Linked DNA regions of Mus musculus: region 2 is linked to region 1. A link is a contact called in public promoter capture Hi-C data. All regions are on one chromosome and are shown on one strand. The core of a region is the stretch at or near the end of the contact, and the rest is flanking DNA. Distances in the headings are between cores, read along the strand shown. Region 1 holds the start of Mpzl2 (myelin protein zero-like 2). Region 2 overlaps Tmprss4 (transmembrane protease, serine 4).

Region 1 (3,420 bases), core at 656-3,155:
GGAGACGTCATATCGCTCGGGGTTTCCGTCCCAGACCACCCGGTCTTTGAACCGTCCGCTCATGGGCCTGAAGGGGTCCATGTGGTAGTAGAATACCTACAGAGGAGAACGGATCATCTTTCCTTCTCTATCCCGGGCAGGAGGCCGAGATGGGGGCGGGGGGTGGGAAGAGAAGCATCATTAGGTCTAACCAATGATCCAGCTCCTTGGAATATTCTCTGGCTTCCCTTTTCTTAGACCTGTTACTCTCTGTCCCAAGAACTGGGTCCCCACTTAACCCCACGCATGCGCCGAACATGGGAAAGATGGGGGGCGGGGGGGAAGGATTGCCACAATGCATTCTTGTCAAGAGTCCTCTGGAAGGTGACAAGAATCTACTTACAAACTGCTCACGACCCCCATCTCGAGGTCGGAAATTCCACGTCACAGTTAGCGCATCTCCCACAGGGGCAAAGCTGGAGAAAGTGCATTTTAACCGAACATCTGTCCCGTTGACTGCCTCCAGGGCCCCGGAGGTGTAAATTTCCACAGCTTCTGTAGGACAAAGGGCTGCAATGGAGGGAAGGAAGAGGTTAACAGTGGTGTATCATTGAGAAAAAAACGCTGACACTTTCCAAGTAAGCCAACCTTCAAATTCACTTCACCAGGAGTCTACATACTCCTGCCTGCACACAGCTTTGACCCTCCCATCCCGAGGGCCAATTAGAGGTAAAACTACCTGGTGTTCTCACTTTCTTCACAGCCTTACCGCACCAATTTCAGAACTATAACCAGAAACTACAAACATCAGCAAAGGAGATGGAAAGAAGAAACAAAAATCCAAACGTTGGTCAGACGTGGCGTATTACGATCAAGCAACACAGTATGTTTTTTTGTTTTGTTTTGTTTTGTGGAAAAAAGAAGTCTCCAAGCAGGGAAGTTTTCCTACATGTAGACTTGGGGCTGCTGCTAGCCTGCAGGTCAATCCACCCCAGCAGTTGCGCTTGCCTGCACCCCTGGAAGCCTTACACCACGTGGCTTATTTACAAGTCTGGTACGTGCATTGGTTGGGACAGCTTCAAAACCACAGCGGGACTCTCGCTCTGACAATCCAGGTTTGCTCTCTGGTGCTGCAGGGAGTCGCAGACAAAATCCTCCCACGGAAATCCAAGGGCCAAATCTAGCCAGCAGCCCGAGGTTGAGAGCAGCCACACAAAGATGGTGTGTAACCTGAGATCAGAAAGCCCTCTGTGTGCCTCAATCACGGGCGGCCAAACACACCTAAACCTGTTTGCCCAAAGTACTGCCCCAAAGCAACCCACCGAACTGAAGTTTCGGCGAAGTCTGGACTAGAACGAATTGCAGTTGGGGCACGATCTCCCAACGGAGCCCTTGAGATTTCTTCAAGCCATGAGCTCTGTCTTTACAGAATGGGCGGCAATGGTAGAAAATCCTAGAAGCCCGCCAGTTCTTACCTGTGAGCTGTAAACTCAGGAGAAGTGGAAGCACAAGCGCGGGGCTCTTGCCATACATCAGGGAAAGCCAGTCGTGGCCCCAGAGGCCAAACCCGGCAGACCCAGGACTCCAGCACCCAACCAAGGCCAAGGCTAGGACGAGCAGGCGGCACAGTTTACCCACGGAGAGGTCCGAGTCCCTCACCTATGGGAAGGCGCACAGCGGAGCCAACCAGTCGTGACTCATCCCGCCCCGGCCGGTACAGCTCTGGAATGAAAGGTGGGGCCTCCGCACCCAGCGCCCTCCTCCTGATTCTCCCTCCCGCCCCTCTCCACACTCCAGCCCTCTGCGCAAAGGTCTCAGACTCTGCGGTCCTCTCTTTACTTTTCCGTTCATCTGACCGAGCCCTGGCCTCCGGATGGCCTCACAAGCAGCCAGAGGAGGTGGTGCCAGTTTGAAATGTCCCAGACTGCTCTGAACTTGGCCCACACACACCCTTTTAAAACAGACTTTAGTCTTGCCTAGGAAGTGAACATTGAAAGTTTTGCAGTGATTCCTGTCCTTGGAATCAGCCTAGGGCCTGACTCACCGCACCCATCAGTTCTGGGAATTCCTTGAGACCCTCTGGTGTGAACAGGCTCTCCTGAGACTCAGCAGAAAGAAACCAAGTCTCAATGCTGGTTCCTTTCTCAGCTCAGAGCAACTCCCCTGCTCCTTTCTCCCAGCTTAGGGCAGTTTGCAAAGGACTTTTCTGGGCATCCTTTTCTCTCCACAATCCTATGGAAAGGAATACCATTTTAACAGCGTAAAGAGTAACCTCTTAGAGCCTGGCGGTGGCGGCGCACACCTTTACTCCCAGCACTTGGGAAGCAGAGGCAGGCGAATTTCTGAGTTCTTTCTGAGTTCGAGGCCAGCCTGGTCTACAGAGTGAGTTCCAGGACAGCCAGGGCTACAGAGAGAAACCCTGTACTGGAAGGAAAAAAAAAAAAAACGCTCAGGAGGGAAGCAATTGCCCATAATCTTTGTGTGTTCTATGTTATTGTTTGAGACTGTCTCACCATGTAGCCCAGGCTGGACCTTGAAGTTGGGGAGTCACTGCCCAGCTTTGGCAATACTCAGGACTAAACTCATGACCTTGTACTTACTAAGCAAGTGTTCTGGCACGGAGCTACACCCACAGCCCCATGGGAAGCTTCCTGACTTGCGTGAGTTCCCTGCCCACAAACCAAAAGCCTGATAGGGGTGATCAGTGAACTCTCAAGGAAAAGAAAACCTTTCCTGTGCCCCAGATTTCAACTGCCATTTTGAGGACAGCCACCTATCTGAGAGGCCTGAAACGCGGAGATAAAGGGCTTCATCTGGTAAGAGGCACAACAGCAAGCTGGCAAACAGAGGCAACCAAGACCGAATGCAGTTAAAAAGTGGGTGGAGGCTACGACATAAGTATTGGCACCAAGCCAAGGAGCCTGGCCACCTGAGTCCGGTCTAAGGAACCCACGTGGTAGAAGGAGAGAATCAAACCCTGAAAACTGCCTTTTGACCTACACACACACACACACACACACACACACACACACACACACATACACACACACGCGCGCGCGCGCGCTATGGTGCACATGCACACATGCAACAGAGAGACAGAGACACGGGGTGGGGGAGGGGAGAGGGAGGGAAAGACTAGTTAAAATGTAATTTAAATTTTTAAAGAAGTAAGCTAGATGGGGGATGGGACACTGAATACAATTGAATCGCCCTTATCCCTGGATTAGCTATCTAGAAACTATTCCGTGATCCGTACCACAGTCTTCTATCTGAACCCCGGTAAAAAGGGTGCTGCTAGGAGGGAAGCAAGGGCCAGACTGGGTAGAAAAATAAAGAAACGTCAGGCTAGGGGTCTAGCAGCTCAAGGACAAAGTGAGTACCCAGGACCCTGGGTCCTATCGAGCAGGCGATAAAATAAAAGCATTCCACCCAAAGAGGGGT
Region 2 (3,244 bases), core at 633-3,132, 140 kb before region 1:
TAGAGAACAGGACAGAGGGAGGTGACTGAAGAGCAAGTGTCTCAAGCATAAAAGCTGGGCTCCTCCAGCTTGGATTGACCCACTAACACTTAGCCCAGAAGATAGTTATAAGATCCTTTGAGGGGCAGGGCTGAGTGATGTCCCAGGCATTGGCTCTTAACTAGTAAAGTCAAATGCCTGTGGGTGCCTGCCATCCTCATACCAATACACCAACAGAGGTTTTCACTCCAATTCTTTTCTGACCTTTCATAGAGAAGCTACCAGGTCCCTGGCTGAGATGCTTCCCCAAACCAGGGGAGCTGTGTAGGCCATGGTAAAGCAATTTTGTCAGTGGTCATCGAAGCTGATACTTATCTGAGCAGAAAGAGAGGCTGTCAGTCGTTGTCCCTGGGCAGCTGGTCAAGTTTTCCCGTAGCTGCCATCCAAATTAGGCTCTAGTCAACTGGAAGAACTTCCCTTGAGGTTGAACATGTCCTCAGTTCTGGGTTGGGGAGCAGCGGCAAGGGAGGGGGCTGGTCTCATGACATGTTCCAAGGGTCTTGGATAAAGTGGCCCTACCCTCCAGCTGACCCAGGCGCCTTCCCTCCTAGTCCGGCTCTCCAAGGACAGATCCACCCTGCAGGTGCTGGATGCAGCCACAGGGACCTGGGCCTCAGTCTGTTTCGACAACTTCACAGAAGCACTGGCCAAGACAGCCTGCAGACAGATGGGCTATGACAGGTACTCAATCGGGGCCATAGGAAGCTGTCACCTCACGCCAGCAACCTCTCTGCCTGCCGTCCTTCCTTCCTTCCTTCCTTCCATCCTTCCTTCCTTTGTGCCTGCCTGCCTCTCTTCTTCCTTCCCTCCCTCCCTCCTTTATTTCCTATTTCCTTTCCCTAAAAACACAGACACAGGATTTATAAAGAACCACGTTTGAATCCCAGCACTTTCATTAACAAAGAGCATAGAGATAATTCCCCAGCGTCAGTTTCCTCAGAGTTACTAATGTCAATCTTATAAGAGTTTTCTTTTCTCCCCAACTTCCTCTCCTTTGCCCTTTCGTGAGAAGTCTTCCCCAACCATAACACACACAAAAAACATTTCATATGCAAAGTCATCTAGGTTAAAATTTAGCAGGCAGGAAGGCTGGGGGTGTAGCTCTGGGGGTAGAGCACTTACCTAGCACGTGCAAAGCCCTGAGTTCTGTTCTCTGCACTTGAAAACAAAAATAGCAAGGACTAGCCTGGTTCTGTTGGGGCCATCACCAGAGGCCCAGTTCTCTCATGGAAGTGCGAAGCAGGAGTGGTAGGAAGGTATGTGAAGGGTAATTAGCATTACATATAGTTATATTCATTTGATCTTGGCAGACAGCTCAAAGCATGGTTATTATTAAATCTGTGTTAGAAGCGGGCTCTCAGAGAAGAAGCAGCTTGCTCAGGCAGAAGCTGGGAGGTAGAGGTTAGAATCTGTACCTGCTTTAACCCATTCCTGGACACCATGAGTTCTCATAGTGGTCTGTTTGTACATCGAATTCTCTCTACTCACAAGGCTTCACCAGCGAAGGAAAGGAGAGTGAGAATTGATCCCTCGAGGAGCCTACCTGAAAGGAGCCCAGGTGATCTGCTGCAGGCAGGGGTCACACTCTCCCTAGCAGTCTGCCTCAGACAGACATTGCCTGTCGATCACAGTTCTCCCCATAGATCCCTAAAGCAGCCTCAAGGTTTTGTACAGTAGATGTTCTGGGCAGCCAGAATGAATCCATATGACCTCTGTCCCTCTGACCCTTCTTTGTAAAGGTCCTGCTCTCTTCCCTCCAGAGGAGGAGAACTCCCAGCACTGTCTAGAAAAGGGACACCTGTCACCTCATTTCCAAGGACAGCATGCCCAGTACCTGCTGTCCTCTACTTCCCCTGCAGCCATCCCCTCCCCCACTGCAGTCCAGCCCACTGCAGCGTCAGCTGGACCAGATGCAGCAGGCTGTCTCAGTTATGAAACCCGGAGTTTCCTGAGGTTCTTAAAGTGGTAGACTCCCAGATTTCCTACACTTCTAGAAAGCACTGAAGCACCAGTCAGCACCACTTGGCCTCTTTCTTCAGCTCTAGGATATCAAAGTTCATTACATCACTGCCCAGGTTAGCTTTGCTGGGCGTGTTTACTGACAGCCTCCTCTCTCCTTCTGGGTCAGAACTCTCTGCTCAAATCTCTCTGCTTTCTTTCCTACCTGGATTGGAAGGAAACTTTTCTGACCTAGGAATGCAAAGCCATAGGTGGTCCAGTGTAGGAGTCAGGGACCACCTGGCTCATGCATCATTTTATGGAGAAAATTGGGACTTGGGGAGACACATAGGACAAACATGACTTGCCCATGGTCACACACCAAACTGGTGTCAAATCCGGCATATTGGAACTTAAGTCTTGGGAGCTCTGTAGACAGACTCTGGTCATCCCAGCTCCAGCACCTAGTTCATCAAGAAAGTGTTTGCAGTCCTATCTGAGTGTGGACTAGCCAGCCAGGGACATGAATTGACCCCAGATATCTATGCAAAGCTTGACCTGAGAGGACAGACTGGAGAAGAAGGGGGAAATCCAAAAGACGAAAATTTAGTGAAGAAAGAGCCAGAGAACAGAATAGTTAAGGAAGGCTTCCTGGAGGAGGAAGACTTGAATATGGAGTTTGAAAGAAGACAAACATGGATTAGCAGAAAGGAAGGGAGAGGGCGGTCCAAGTTTCAGGAAGTTCCATCCAGACTCTTATAAGAATTGATCCAGGCTTCTCCTGTCTCCAGGCCCCTTATATGGAAAACCAAATGTCCACACTCCAGTTCCCTCTGTGCTGAGACAGGAGTTCATCTGGGTCCCCTTGCTTCTTTGCTCCTGCTGATGTGACCCTAACGAGATACTGGGACATCTGAGACAGGGACAGAGCTGGGTGTGAGGAAAGCAGGCCCCTAGTCCTCTGCAGAGCTCCACTTCTGGGCCAGGAGTCCCTGCCCAGGAAAGCGAGGCCACGGCAGCCTGCCTTGATGTGGGGACTATTCCTGCTATCCAGCAAAGCCAGCCAGCCGTGCCCCACTAACCTGTGCCCCCTCCTCTGGGAGCAGGGGCTCTTTCTGCCATGTAATTCATCCTCTGCCCCAGCTCACAGTTCACTCTTCCTACCACAGCCAGCCCGCTTTCAGAGCAGTGGAGATCCGTCCAGATCAGAACCTCCCTGTTGCTCAAGTCACAGGAAACAGCCAGGAACTTCAGGTGCAGAATGGAA

What was found. Promoter capture Hi-C pulls out the DNA fragments that hold promoters and counts their contacts.
Region 2: a promoter capture Hi-C map of liver shows a contact between it and region 1, with 3 times the contacts expected there. The contact joins the enhancer-like site here to the promoter of Mpzl2 in region 1. A contact is called at or near these places in 4 of 39 promoter capture datasets (embryonic stem cells, liver and macrophages), 1 of 484 Hi-C or Micro-C datasets (bone marrow-derived macrophages), 2 of 115 datasets of contacts at active chromatin or transcription factors (bone marrow-derived dendritic cells and microglia) and 3 of 9 other capture datasets (adipose tissue, liver and macrophages).

The regions. Positions count from the first base shown.
Region 1 is chr9:45,040,829-45,044,248 of GRCm38.p6, reverse strand. It overlaps Mpzl2 (myelin protein zero-like 2), which reads right to left and starts at 1,905. Exons shown (of 6, transcript NM_007962.4): 1 at 1,455-1,905; 2 at 383-549; 3 at 1-96. The coding sequence starts at 1,512.
Region 2 is chr9:45,180,654-45,183,897 of GRCm38.p6, reverse strand. Tmprss4 (transmembrane protease, serine 4) reads left to right here. Exons shown (of 13, transcript NM_145403.3): 5 at 591-720; 6 at 3,147-3,244. Among named protein-coding and RNA genes, the nearest start is that of Gm39327, 13 kb to the right of the region's middle. Within about 2 kb of position 1,882, at least 39 of the 459 cell types and tissues checked have an H3K27ac peak or open chromatin away from gene starts, as enhancers often do. A contact at or near this core is called in adipose tissue, bone marrow-derived macrophages and liver, where this site is marked.